Regions from separate parts of the Mus musculus genome. Here regions 1 and 2 are each linked to region 3. Evidence: chromatin contacts called from public HiChIP or PLAC-seq and promoter capture Hi-C data. All regions are on one chromosome and are shown on one strand. The core of a region is the stretch at or near the end of the contact, and the rest is flanking DNA. Distances in the headings are between cores, read along the strand shown.

Region 1 (4,100 bases), core at 335-2,834, 460 kb before region 3:
TGGAATTAGAAATGGTGCCACGGGGTGGTGGTCGTGCACACCTTTAATTCCAGCACTTGGGAGGCAGAGGCAGGCAGATTTCTGAGTTTGAGGCCAGCTTGGTCTACAAAGTGAGTTCCAGGACAACCAGGGCTACACAGAGAAACCCTGTCTTAAGAAAGAAAGAGAGAGAGAGAGAGAGAGAGAGAGAGAGAGAGAGAGAGAGAGAGAGAGAGAGAAAGGAAGAAAGAAAGAAAGGAAGGAAGGAAGGAAGGAAGGAAGGAAGGAAGGAAGGAAGGAAGGAAGGAAAAAATGTGCCAACACCAACAAGAGAAGGAAGGATGCTCACCAGGTGCTACATTTTGTTTTGCAAAGGGATTTTATCTAATGCCCTATACCCAATGAAAACAATCTCTGTTGCTGAACATAGATGCTATTATTAAAAGATGTTTTAAATACATATATACTTAACAATTAAATTATTTTCAGATGGCAGCTTAACCCAAACTACATATTAAACGAATCAAAAATCTTCCACATGTATTAAACATTATCACCAAAAATCAGGTGAAGATGACAACTTTCAGGGTCCCCATCTAACATACCTTGGCTACTTCCTCTTGAAAAGCCACAAGATTCAAGTGGGAAATGTTCACCAGGTCTGGTCCATACACCACAGTTATCATGCGCTGTTCCAAGTGTCCGATGTTCCCAACATCCAGAAGTTCACGCAACTTGGGGTCCTGAATAAGAAATGTCAAAAAGAGTAGAATATAAGGAAAAATTCTAACATGGTAGAAAAACTTTAAATGAACTAGAAGTAGAACTGCCTTTTCCAGAAGAAACTTATATGAATAGAAGTCTTCCATTTTACAGTGACTGGAGAGATCAGAGCTATGGAGGAAAACTTTCCAGTTCAAGACATGTGGTTTTCAGTGAAGTACTCGTTCCATCATACGGCCATCCTACAACACACTTTTATGCATCAGAATTATTCTTCTATTCCCTCCCATCATCTAATGAGTTATACATTGAAATTGAAGAATCTTATCTTTTTCATCCCATAAATGGACATGTTAAAACAAACAAACAATCAAACAAACAAAAGACAATCTTATGGAATAAAAATGCTCATTTCTGCTACAGTTTAAACAATTAAATTGCTACTAGAAGCATATGTGTTGGTATTATTGGTAAATGGTCCGAAGTTAGGGAGTAGAATTGAGTCTTATTGGAGTCTTCTGATAACTGCGAGCATCCCTGCAAAAGTGATATTGAACCCTATACCTCTCCTCTTCCTCTCCTTTAGCTTTTCCAGGCCATGGAATGAATGGGTTTGCTATGTGCTTGTTTTTGTGAGATGTGCTGTTCACCCACTAGATCGCCAAGAGCAGTCATAGACTGGAACCCTAAAATATGAGCAGAGCTGAGCCCATTGTCATTATAAGCTGGTTGTCTCCAGGATTTGCAACTATCACAGAAAAGTTCCTGGGGCAGAAACATGACTAAGTCTCTTGCTGTGACCTTTCTTCCGCACTGAGTACAGATATAAAAGACAGGGTGTTAGCATGAGCTTTGCATATGACAGTTTAAGTCCCTCACTTAGTATGTTCTGGGATTTGGACATGGGAAGCTTGCTATACTTTCTGAGCAAGCTACAGTCTTTTGGAACCCTATAAGTAACAATCCCTTGGAGATATAGTTTTTTTTTTTTTTGTTTTTGCTTTTTTTTTTTTCTGGGAAAGGGAAGTTTCCAAACTCGCAGAACTCAAAATAAAACTGAAAATAGGGCTTAGTCAACTTGGCTGCATTTATTTCCCTCCCACAGGACAGGCCCTGTAGGACTTTTCAGTCCATGCAGAAAATTAGCATCAAATCAATCACTTAGCAAATTTGTTGCCAGCTTCTGAGCAGGACCAGGGTTGCATTTCTATTTATCTAGCAAACGCCAGGCCACCAAGGCCCGATTCCTGAGCTGGTTACTCTTGCCTTCTTCTGGGGATTTTTATAAACCCTTGCAAAGAAAAAAATGAATTAAAAAAACAGAATAAAAATAAGCAAAATCTTTCCAGCTAAGTCACTCACTCTGTATCATCCATTTTCCCTTCACTTGATAAACCTTTCTCTTCTGTGGCTGCAGGAAGAGGTACACTTTCAAGCAAGCTATGGTGAAGTAAACCTTGCCCTAAAGGGCTGACAATTCAATTCCACCAGTAAGGCAAGAGCATATGAAGCCAAGTGAAGCCTCCTGGAAAGATGAGCAGCTTCCCTCAGAACATCACTTCTGTAACCCATAAAAGGAGAGTTATAGACTCAAACAAAGTGCGGGATTTCAGCGCTGTAGAACCACCAGAAGATGAAAAGGGAATCAGCAGGCATGTGATATATCACTGAAACTGGAGAGCTAGAGGCATGTAGAGGCTCTCCAAAGGGGGTGCCCAAATGATGCTCAAAGGATTTCCAGAATTCTGTCTGCTATAACAATATTACTGCAAGATACAATCAGCAAGGATGTACATGGAACAAGGCATCCTTGTATGTTTTACTACTAATGGCTGGTGACATACATACATTAAAAGTCCCTTGGTCTTTATGTAGTTAGTGTTGGTGTATGGGCTTAAGTTGATAAAGCAGGCACTGAAAGAATTGACAATGGAACTTGAGTATTGGTGAGTCTATGGGAACTCTTCACCTATCTTCCTTCCTTCCTTCCTTCCTTCCTTCCTTCCTTCCTTCCTTCCTTCCTTCCTTTCTTTCTTTCTTTCTTTCTTTCTTTCTTTCTTTCTTTCTTTCTTTCTTTCTTTCTTTCTTTCTTCTTTTTGTGGTTTTTCGAGATAGGGTTTCTCTGTATAGCTCTGGCTGTCCTGGAACTCACTTTGTAGACCAGGCTGGCCTCGAACTCAGAAATCTGCCTGCCTCTGCCTCCCAAGTGCTGGGATTAAAGGTGTGCACCACCATGCCCGGCAACTCTGCATCTTTCTAACATAAATTTTTAAATTATTTTTGAACATAAACTAGAAGAGCACCTAGATTGGAGATATAATCTCTTAATAATAATGCTAATAGTTTAAAATCATATAGTTCAGGATACAAAATGAGAAATGATTTAAAATATCTAACAAGAAAGTTGATTTTTAACATCCATTTTTATACTTTAGAGTGTGATATTTTAAGCTGTATTTCAATTTCTCTTACACCATTGCTCCTTTTAATCTTGTCTATACTAATACTATAACTTCTCAAGTGTGGATCATCTCTCAGCATAGCCACTTGAGAGGTGTATGCTGATAAGGAGACAGATCTCTTCAAGTACCACAGGCTGTCTCCAGCAGCCTTAGACCACCAGATTGTGCAAAGGAATAACCCAGGGAAACCACCTTCATCAGCTTCACAGATGCGAACCTTGAAGATGCAAAGAATTCAGTGAGCATAGAGGTCTACACTTTTGGAAAATGAGTGTCGTATTCTAACAACAAACATGCAGAATCAAAATTGTAACAAGGACAAAGGCCTGTCATAGTTGGTCTGCGAATTACTTTGTGCCCTAAGGCTTTTGTCCCAAGCAACATTTTATGAGTCTCAAAATTCTTGATAGGTCGTCAGAGGAGACTCAACCACTCAGATTCAAGAGCACTTCAACATGTCAATACAAAGACTAGAGCTGTTTTTAAGAACAAACTTTCCCTAAATTCTGTAAAGACTCTAGCCTTTCCAAGAGTCTTAAACAATATAACAGAGGGAAAACTAAGAGCTGAGGTGCGCTCAGAATCTTGCATCGCTCAGCATCAAGGCTTAGTTTCCACAGATAATATTCTTTCTGTGTCTCTCCAGTTGGAGCTAATCAGAGCAACTATGATCCCTGGAGGTTTTCAACTCTTGAGTTATCTCTCTTCCTGTAAGAGTTAAGAAGCAGAACTGGTCTGGATAAGTGATTCCATTTTCTCTCAGTCACCAGGACTCACGGTTAATTTACTCCATGTTCATTCTAAAGAACAGAGAGTTTTGCTGTGGGTAAGGTTAGTTAGTTACTACCATCCCTTGGTAACTGACTCCTGAGCAAAGTAAGAAGTGAGCTAAGAAAGGGGAGCTCAAATATGACATGATGAAGTAATTATATAATT
Region 2 (4,399 bases), core at 1,203-3,702, 290 kb before region 3:
AGTTCAAGGCCAGCTTGATTTACATAATGAATTCCAAACCAACCAGGGCTACATAGTGAAAACCTGACCAAAAGGGCATGGGAGAAGAAAACCATTCACACACTCAACAATTACTGACTTGGAATAAGAGGCTGAACATGCAAATGGCTAGTGTCTGTTCACATATAATTCATGACAACAGAGCCCTTACCTCAAGGTCTGCAGTGACCCACTGGAACCAAAGCACAGGTCAGTAACCTTCAGCTCAAATAGGCAGTCACAGATCAGCCATCAGTTAACAGGGTCTACTTTCTCTACTTTCTGTTCTTCCTTTCGATGAAGGACTAACAAGGCAGAGATAATTCTCAAACCAACGAAGCCTGGTCCCTACTTCTTGGTAACTCTAGCTTCCTTAAGTCAACAACCACCCTTCAGCATGTGCTTAACCTCTGTCCCCTTTAATCTGAAATCTCTACCTGCATTAGAGTCTCTGCCAAAATACAAGAGACACTAACCAACTCTCCTGGAAAACCTAAATACATATCTTGTTTGTTCTCATTTGTGTGGTCTCTATCCATTCCCACCAAGTATTTTAGAAAGCAGTCCAGTAAAAGGATGAAGAAGGAGGTTTCAGAATGAGCAGAACTTCCAGGTCTACACCAGAGTAGCATGCCAAACATAGTGCAATGTAACTGGAAAGCACAGTGTGTGTATGTATGTATGTATGTATGTATGTATGTGTGCATGTGGCTCTGTGTCTATGTCTGTGTGCATGTGGCTCTGTGTGTGCTTGTGAGTAGTGTATAAGTATACAACTGGTTGGAAAAAGAAGGCAGGGAGATCATGAAAGCTTGTGAGCAATAAAAAGGCCAATCTAGAAACTTCATAGTCTACTTTCTAGTAAAGGGTAACTTCAAATGGGTCTTGATTGGATTGAACTTGAAAGTTCTGAAAGGTAACAAGTGCAGCCTGGTGAATGATGAATGGAAGTTTTGGTGATTCATGAACTGTCTCTGCAAGGCTATGGGGAGATGTAAGATGCCACAGACCTGGAAAATAGCAGTGGAAAAGCAAACAAGGATCAGTAGGCAAGATGACAGGCACTGAAGACAAGACACACACCCAACACAGCATGAGACAAAACCAACAGACTAAGAGGTGTCCTTCACTTCTAGTATTATCCATACAGAAATATTCAAGTATTAGTAAGTACTGAACAGTGGCTTTCCCTCCAGAACTGTGGATCTCTGTTTATAAACTGCTCTGTTTATGGCATTTTGTTAAAATGGTCTAAATGAATGAGAATGAAATTTCTCATCTCATGAGTGGTAAGTCTAATCTTGTTCACTTTATATGAAAAATTTCTTACAAAATATATGTTTATTAAAAGCAAAAATATACTCCTTAGAAGATAGACTAGTTCTTCTAGAATGCTTTATTATGTATAAAGTCCAAAGAGCATTCTCACAAAATATAGCAAACCCTCCTCACCAAGTGAACCAATAATTATTTCACTTTTTATGGAGAAAAAAAACCAAAACAAAATGAAAACACCGCCACAATCTCATTAGCTCAGAATTCTCAGTCGCTAAGACAAAAGTCCACACAATACTCCTGATATAAGAACATTAGGTTATACTCATGCCAATATCATTTTACTTCAAAAGAACTTTCAAAAAGCCAATCATTCTTTGAAGTATTGTTATGTGTAAAAAGGAAAAGTAAAGAATACAGTAAAAAATTGTCATTAAAATAGATACTAGAAGACTAAATTAAGTAAAAAGAAATTCAGATGTTCTCCTTTTAAACCAAAACTTGATTTTTCTTTGCCACAAGCATCTAAGTAAAATGAATCATTGATTAAACATTAATGTGGATTGCTATGATTTACCATGTGGTTTTAATTATGATATAAAAGCTTTGATCATGCTGTACACATCATTGTGATTACAGCCCCTGCTTGATTGCAACCGTTGAATACAAAATGGAATTCATGCTCAGCACAAAGACCATGTCTGTGAAAGAACAAGGAAGCAGCATAAGCATCCATCTGGTCACATGATAACTGATCACTGCAAGAGCACACGATTATGTTACCATCTCGGGACACCATAGCCATATCCCTGTCGATTTTGGGTATCAAACATTATCAACATGGGTGTGATAAGAACAGAACTAGAAAAAAATATTGCTGGTAATAACACTGTCACAGTAAAGCAAGGAGTCATAAAGACACACAAAACACCATGTTCTATAAGCTGCCCAACCTAAATTAAGACATACCTGGGATAGGTTAGTAAAATATATAATGCCTTTGATGGCAATAAATGCTACAGACAGGGGAAAATGGGATGCCAGGGAAGGCTGGGACACAAAGGTGGCATCTGAGGAATGACATGCAAGAGAGGACAGGAAGAGCCTTCTCAGTGCAATAACCTATGAGTCATCCTGACTCGCTGCTTCTCATTTCATATCCAATCCATCACCGAATTATGACAGCTCAACCTCCCAGATTTATGCCCATGTCTTCCTGGTTCTCTACAGGAGGCTCAAGCCCTAGTCCAGCCAACTGCTCCCCGGGCCATACTTTCTAGCCCAGCATAAATTCTTCACACAGAAGAAAGAGACTCTCCAGAAGATACATAGGAACATTTCATTTTTGAGCACGTCCTTAAAATAATCCAACCCTTGGCAATAAAATCTTGACTCCCAGTGAAGACGAAGGTATGCTGGCTGCTTCCTGTGAACTTTATTCCCCTCTCTTGTCACTAACTCCTTTGTAGTTTTGTGCCACTTCAGATGCAGAGCCATTGATTAGGCTGTCATTAATAAAATGTCACAAATGGGGATGACTCAAACAATAGGAATTTATTTTCTCATGGATCTAGAGGTTAGAAGCTGCCTTCAGGAATGGCTTCTGTAAAAGATTTTCTTTATGGTTTATTGGTGGCTGTTTTGTCCCTGGGTCTTCACCTGCCTTTCATATGTATGAGCAGGGAGAATATACTCTGTATATCTTACTTATGAGGACATCATACCAGAGCCTGCCTTTAATACTTTATTTAACCTTAATTGATTTCTTAAAGTCCTTGCTTCCAAACAGAGTTCCACTTGGGTTTGACCTTCTACATATAGCGTCTGTTGGGAAGAGACACTATCCAGTCTAGAAAAGTCATTTCTGGCTCTGTTTTCTTGGCCTGCCATAACTACACTTCCGGGCTTTGCATAACCTCTGCTCCTTCATCTCATGCAGATATAATGCTTCCCTTGGCCACCTCACACAGCACTGCCCCTCCTCTCCTCTTTAAGTTTCCTTAGCCCATTCTTATTCTTTGCTATCTGACATTCTATTCAGTAGTTCATGGGTTGTTTTCTGTATGGATCCCAAAAGGCATGGATTTCCCCCACACTCTAGCAGAGCAAACTGTACACAAGGGCTCAATCCCTATATTGAATAAAATTCTTACAGCAGTCTACCAAGAAGCCACTATTAGCTCCATCACATATACTGAGGCCAAAAGAACTTGAACAACATGTCCAGTCTCTCTCCACAAGAAGCAAGATTTAAATCCAAGTGAAGTCACGTTTTATCTACTATAATCTGCATCCTTCCCAAGAGTCCTGTGTGGTAGCTATAGAGGCTCTTCTTATTAGTCAGCTTTCCTTCGAAGCCAAGGGCACTACACCCATCTGATGAAGGTAATGTTGGAAGGCAGGGTCAGTAGCTTCCCTTACAAGGGCTGGACCTAAAGGGTAACTTTACAAAGGTCTAGCCTTTGAAAGGATGCTATCATCACAGCCACCCCACTTAAAATGTGATGAGAAAAATCATGATACAAGGCTGGCAGAGTTCAAAGAAGGATGACTTTTATCTGGGTTTAAACCGAATAGAGGAGAAATACTTGTAGCTGACTCATTGGTGCCCATGAAAGCTGGTGGAGTGGACTCAGGGACAACTTACCAATCTGTCAGACAAGGGATTGCTATTTACGGGCATCATTACGTCAACATACTTTCCACCTTCAGTCATCCCTTTCTCCCCTTTGCTAAGTCCTACAGTTATCTAACTCATCACGTTCCTATCAGGATATGTTTCCCCAGGGTATTCATCTGGTAAAAATCTTATTAGTCTTTTAAAGCCCAACTTAAATATCCTTCCCTCTTTGGCTCCTTTTAGACAGAAACAAATGTTCCTTTTCCAGGGTTCACTGAGTTTTATTAGCTGAACCAGCCACTGTAGAAGCCAACTCTATTCTAGTAAACACAACATTATTTGTTTCAGCTCACCTCTCTGTGAGAATCCTTCTGAAAGACACCACCTATGAGGTATCTGGTTTATGTCTTCAGTATGTCAACACATGCCTAACAGTCTGAAAGAACTTAATGAATGTTTGGGAAGTAAACTTTCACATTCAAAGAA
Region 3 (3,803 bases), core at 1,220-3,719:
TAATTAATTAATTATTATCCTGTTATTATTGCACAGCAGACACACACACACACAGTACAGGGGGCGAGAGAGGGGAAAACAAGCCCTCTTTTTTGTGTCCCCAACACCACTGCCTCCATGTATAGGTGATTTCAAGGATGACCATTTTTATTGGATAACCAATTGGGGACCAATCCTTAGGGAAATTAATTCTCCCATTCTCATCAGTCATTAGATTGCTATCATTCTTTGTCTAGAGTTACGTCCTTGTTGGAGTTTCTATTGTTAAAATACCATGACCAAAAGCAACTTGATGCTGAAAGGATTTATTTTCAGCTTATATATCTTAATCACAGTCTATGATGAAGTCAGAGAAGGAACTCAAGATTGGAGCCTGGAGGCAGGAACTGAAGCACAAGCCAGAGAAACACTCCTTACTGGCTTCCTCCTCATAGGTTCCTTGGGCTACTTTCTTATACAACCCAGCATGACCTGCCTAGGCGTGACATTGCCCAGAGTGACCCAGGCCCTCCCAGATTAATAATCAATAAAAAAATGTTCCAAAAATTGTCTACAGGCAAAGTGACAGAAGCATTTTAAGATTCCTTCTTCCCAGAATACCATATTTATACCAAGTTGGAATAAAAAATTTGCCAACACAGAATGGAATCTTGTAAGATTTCTCCCTTCTACATTAGCATAGCTATTGGTATTGTCATTGTTCCTGTCTTCTGTAGGCAGCAAGAATGTTGAGGTGTCATTGGTGTGGTCTCGCTGTCATTTCTAAGAGACAAAAGTTTTACAGCAGACTTCCTGCCCCTCTGTCTCTTACAGTCTTTCTATTTCCTCTTCTTGCTTATATATCTGGGGTCTGATCTCTGCATTATAATAGTCAAGGAGATTTGATATTATTTTATATTAACTAGAATTATATTCAATACATATAATTATATGTGAATATATAGTACAGAGAGAGAGAGAGAGAGAGAGAGTGTGTGTGTGTGTGTGTGTGTGTGTGTGTATTTTAAATGCAGTTATGCTACTTGGGCTAACAATGCTCCCTACTAGAACAATACACATCTAATAAAACTACATTACCAAGAATGAAAATTTCTTTTCTAGTTGTTGATCAGAGTAATTCAAATGACTCCCCAAACAATATAAGCTATAGCCATTGTCCTTTGTCACCAAAGAGTCTTTCCTAATGCTGAAGGTCTCACATGAATCAAATGACTTGAGCTAGATCTGATCTGAGACCCTTCTGTCTCTGGTCTAGCTTTCATAGTACTAGAAAGTACCATTCAAGCTACCAAGGGAGGAAAGCAGTCAATAGACCTATCCTGCTGTGATAAGTGAATGTGCTATTAAAATGCCTCCTGTCTGAGGACTCATGCTCCCAGATTCAGTAAATACAGATAGCTGCCCTCCTTCTAAAAGCAAGACATAAGTGACAGAAAGCTATCAGAAAACAGTGTGCTTATTCCTTAAATTAAATGTGGTCCATAAAAATATGTAGCAGTTTACAAATTACCCTGTTAAAAGGAAGGCTGGGAAAGATGTCATATCTCCAGTTACTGCACCACATTCTATTGTTCCATTAGCACAAATGGGATGCTTCAAATACTAGAAAGTACATTTTAGCCAAACTTGTACATTCATAAAAATAGTTGGCATGTATCATAGGTCCCACTAAGTACAAATTTGGCTTTCCTATTGTAGTCGCATGCTGCTGTTGCAGTGGCCAAATGTCTGAAGTTTAGCAAATGTTTATAAGTCTTTGACAAACGCTTATAAGGACATTCAAGTAGAGTGCTATGTTAAACTGAGAACAAAATGGCATGAATATTCTACCTCTTCTGATATCCAGTCAATGTCTTCTTGCTGTATCTCTTTCTTAATTCATGAGTCGGCTCTGTTTAGGACCAGAATAATGATACCATAGTAAATATGTTGGTTTTGAGCTTTAGCCCCAGTTATCTCTGGATGACCTAAGAAGACAGATATAATCACCCACCCAGCAGAACCAACTCATTGAGATCGACTTAGAGCCAGCCACACTGAGCACTTGAGACAGTTCAGCCAAGATCAAGAGAACAGTGCCTTCCAGTTCCCAGAGCATCTGAGCAGACCATAGCTACCAGAAGACTTGCTCAGCTGGCCAGCAAACTGAGGAGCAATAATAAATGCCCATTGTTTTTATTCACATCTTGGCAGAGATTATAACACAGTATTGATATGATGGTCGATAAATAATATGACTATGCATAGCCACAGCCATAAAACAAATAGCTGACTATTTACAATGTTGTGTATTAGCTCTGTTGTATTTTTTCTCTTTACAGCCCAGGATATACCTACAGTTAACCAAAGTCATTCTAGTTCTGAGATTCATTTGTTTATTTTAGAAATACCCCTAAATGCTATTTTCTCAGATTAGGATTCTGACTCTACTATTAGTCAAGAGTAACAAAGTACTGTTTGTGCAAGAAGAAAATAAACTGACGTAGGGACTATTATGACTCACAAGCTGCACTAACCTCAAGAGGAACTTTCATTTAGTAGGAAAGAGCTTAAATTTCTTTTCTTTTCTTCTTCTTTTCTTTTTTTCATTCCTATCTTGCTGCCGGACTCCTAGCCTCCTTCTGTCTCTCTGTGACTCTTTGTGTCTCTATCCTCACTGCCTGCCCCTACTGGGACTCAAACACAGAAACTCATATGTGGTAACCATGCATGCTACTGTCAAGCTACATACCCAGTCCCAATTACCTTTTTCTCTAGGTAGCCCAACACACGCTTCTGGAGATGTAAGTGAGCTCGCCAGAGTCATAAAATGATGGAAGCAGCTGTAGTTTGCCTGCTTTTAGATGTTAATTCCTAAAGCCTGGATCTAGTGCTTAAGATGGGTTTATTTGGGTCATTTCCTTAATAGTATGAGTGTACATGCAGCATGCTGATACAGCTGAGATCAACATGGTCCAAGATCTAAGCCAACTAAATTCATGGGAAGACTAATGCTGGATTCACCAGAGTGAGCCGTGGAGAGACTTTGCAAATTAGGACTCCCCAGGACAGTCCCCACAGAAGAATCTATTCATTAAGAAACTGAATCAACCGAATCTGTGACTTCTGTTGTGTGTGCCATTTGGAGTTCGGAGGCAGAATACTCCCTGAATCAGTATTTTGTTCTCAAAAGAGAGGGGTAAGTTTGGTGTCATATCCAATTAGTGATGACTATGCTTTGATATTTTCAGTGTGGATAGATTGTGTCTTACTTCCTCTGCAGAATATAGCAACTGTTCTCTGGAAGATCTCAGTACAGATTACAGTTTGCAATGCCCTGGAACCCAGGACTATAGCCAAGGCCAACAGTAGCACAGTGTATACGGTGTGCTTTGTGACAAGAGCAAGCTACTCTTCCAAAGGCTGTCAGGACGCACATCAGCTAGCATGCCATTTCATCTGAACACCCAGATTACTCAATCTCCAATCAAGCTCAAGCTAAGGAAACAAAGGATTATGATTTCTATTGCCTAAGAACTCAGGTGGGCCTTGCGGCGGTGGAAAGATGGCGGAGTTGGACATTGGGCAGCACTGCCAGGTGCAGCACTGCCGGCAGCGAGATTTTCTTCCATTTGTGTGTGATGGTTGTTCAGGAATATTTTGCCTTGAACACAGAAGCAAGGACTCTCATGGTTGTTCTGAGGTGAATGTAGTCAAGGAGAGACCAAAGACAGATGAACACAAATCTTACTCATGCTCTTTCAAGGGCTGCACTGACGTAGAGCTTGTGGCAGTGATCTGTCCTTACTGTGAGAAGAACTTTT

What was found. HiChIP or PLAC-seq counts read pairs in DNA pulled down with a chosen protein or histone mark. Capture Hi-C pulls out chosen DNA fragments and counts their contacts.
Region 1: a contact with region 3 is called in a promoter capture Hi-C map of adipose tissue, with 4 times the contacts expected there. The contact joins two enhancer-like sites. A contact is called at or near these places in 4 of 39 promoter capture datasets (cranial neural crest, liver, maxillary cranial neural crest and 1 more), 1 of 15 datasets of contacts at CTCF or cohesin (the NIH/3T3 cell line), 1 of 484 Hi-C or Micro-C datasets (liver) and 1 of 9 other capture datasets (adipose tissue).
Region 2: a FOXA1 HiChIP or PLAC-seq map of pancreatic cancer cells shows a contact between it and region 3. The contact joins two enhancer-like sites. A contact is called at or near these places in 1 of 15 datasets of contacts at CTCF or cohesin (the NIH/3T3 cell line) and 2 of 115 datasets of contacts at active chromatin or transcription factors (acute myeloid leukemia and pancreatic cancer cells).

What each region holds. Positions count from the first base shown.
Region 1 is chr2:135,217,340-135,221,439 of GRCm38.p6, reverse strand. It overlaps Plcb1 (phospholipase C, beta 1), which reads right to left. Exons shown (of 32, transcript NM_001145830.1): 4 at 585-722. Among named protein-coding and RNA genes, the nearest start is that of 4930545L23Rik, 3.8 kb to the right of the region's middle. Within about 2 kb of position 1,584, at least 8 of the 459 cell types and tissues checked have an H3K27ac peak or open chromatin away from gene starts, as enhancers often do. A contact at or near this core is called in adipose tissue, where this site is marked.
Region 2 is chr2:135,051,619-135,056,017 of GRCm38.p6, reverse strand. The region is part of intron 3 of Plcb1 (phospholipase C, beta 1); the gene reads right to left. Among named protein-coding and RNA genes, the nearest start is that of Gm39941, 140 kb to the right of the region's middle. Within about 2 kb of position 2,452, at least 17 of the 459 cell types and tissues checked have an H3K27ac peak or open chromatin away from gene starts, as enhancers often do. A contact at or near this core is called in pancreatic cancer cells, where this site is marked.
Region 3 is chr2:134,763,372-134,767,174 of GRCm38.p6, reverse strand. It overlaps the pseudogene Gm14038. Among named protein-coding and RNA genes, the nearest start is that of Plcb1, 21 kb to the left of the region's middle. Within about 2 kb of position 2,469, at least 21 of the 459 cell types and tissues checked have an H3K27ac peak or open chromatin away from gene starts, as enhancers often do. A contact at or near this core is called in adipose tissue and pancreatic cancer cells, where this site is marked.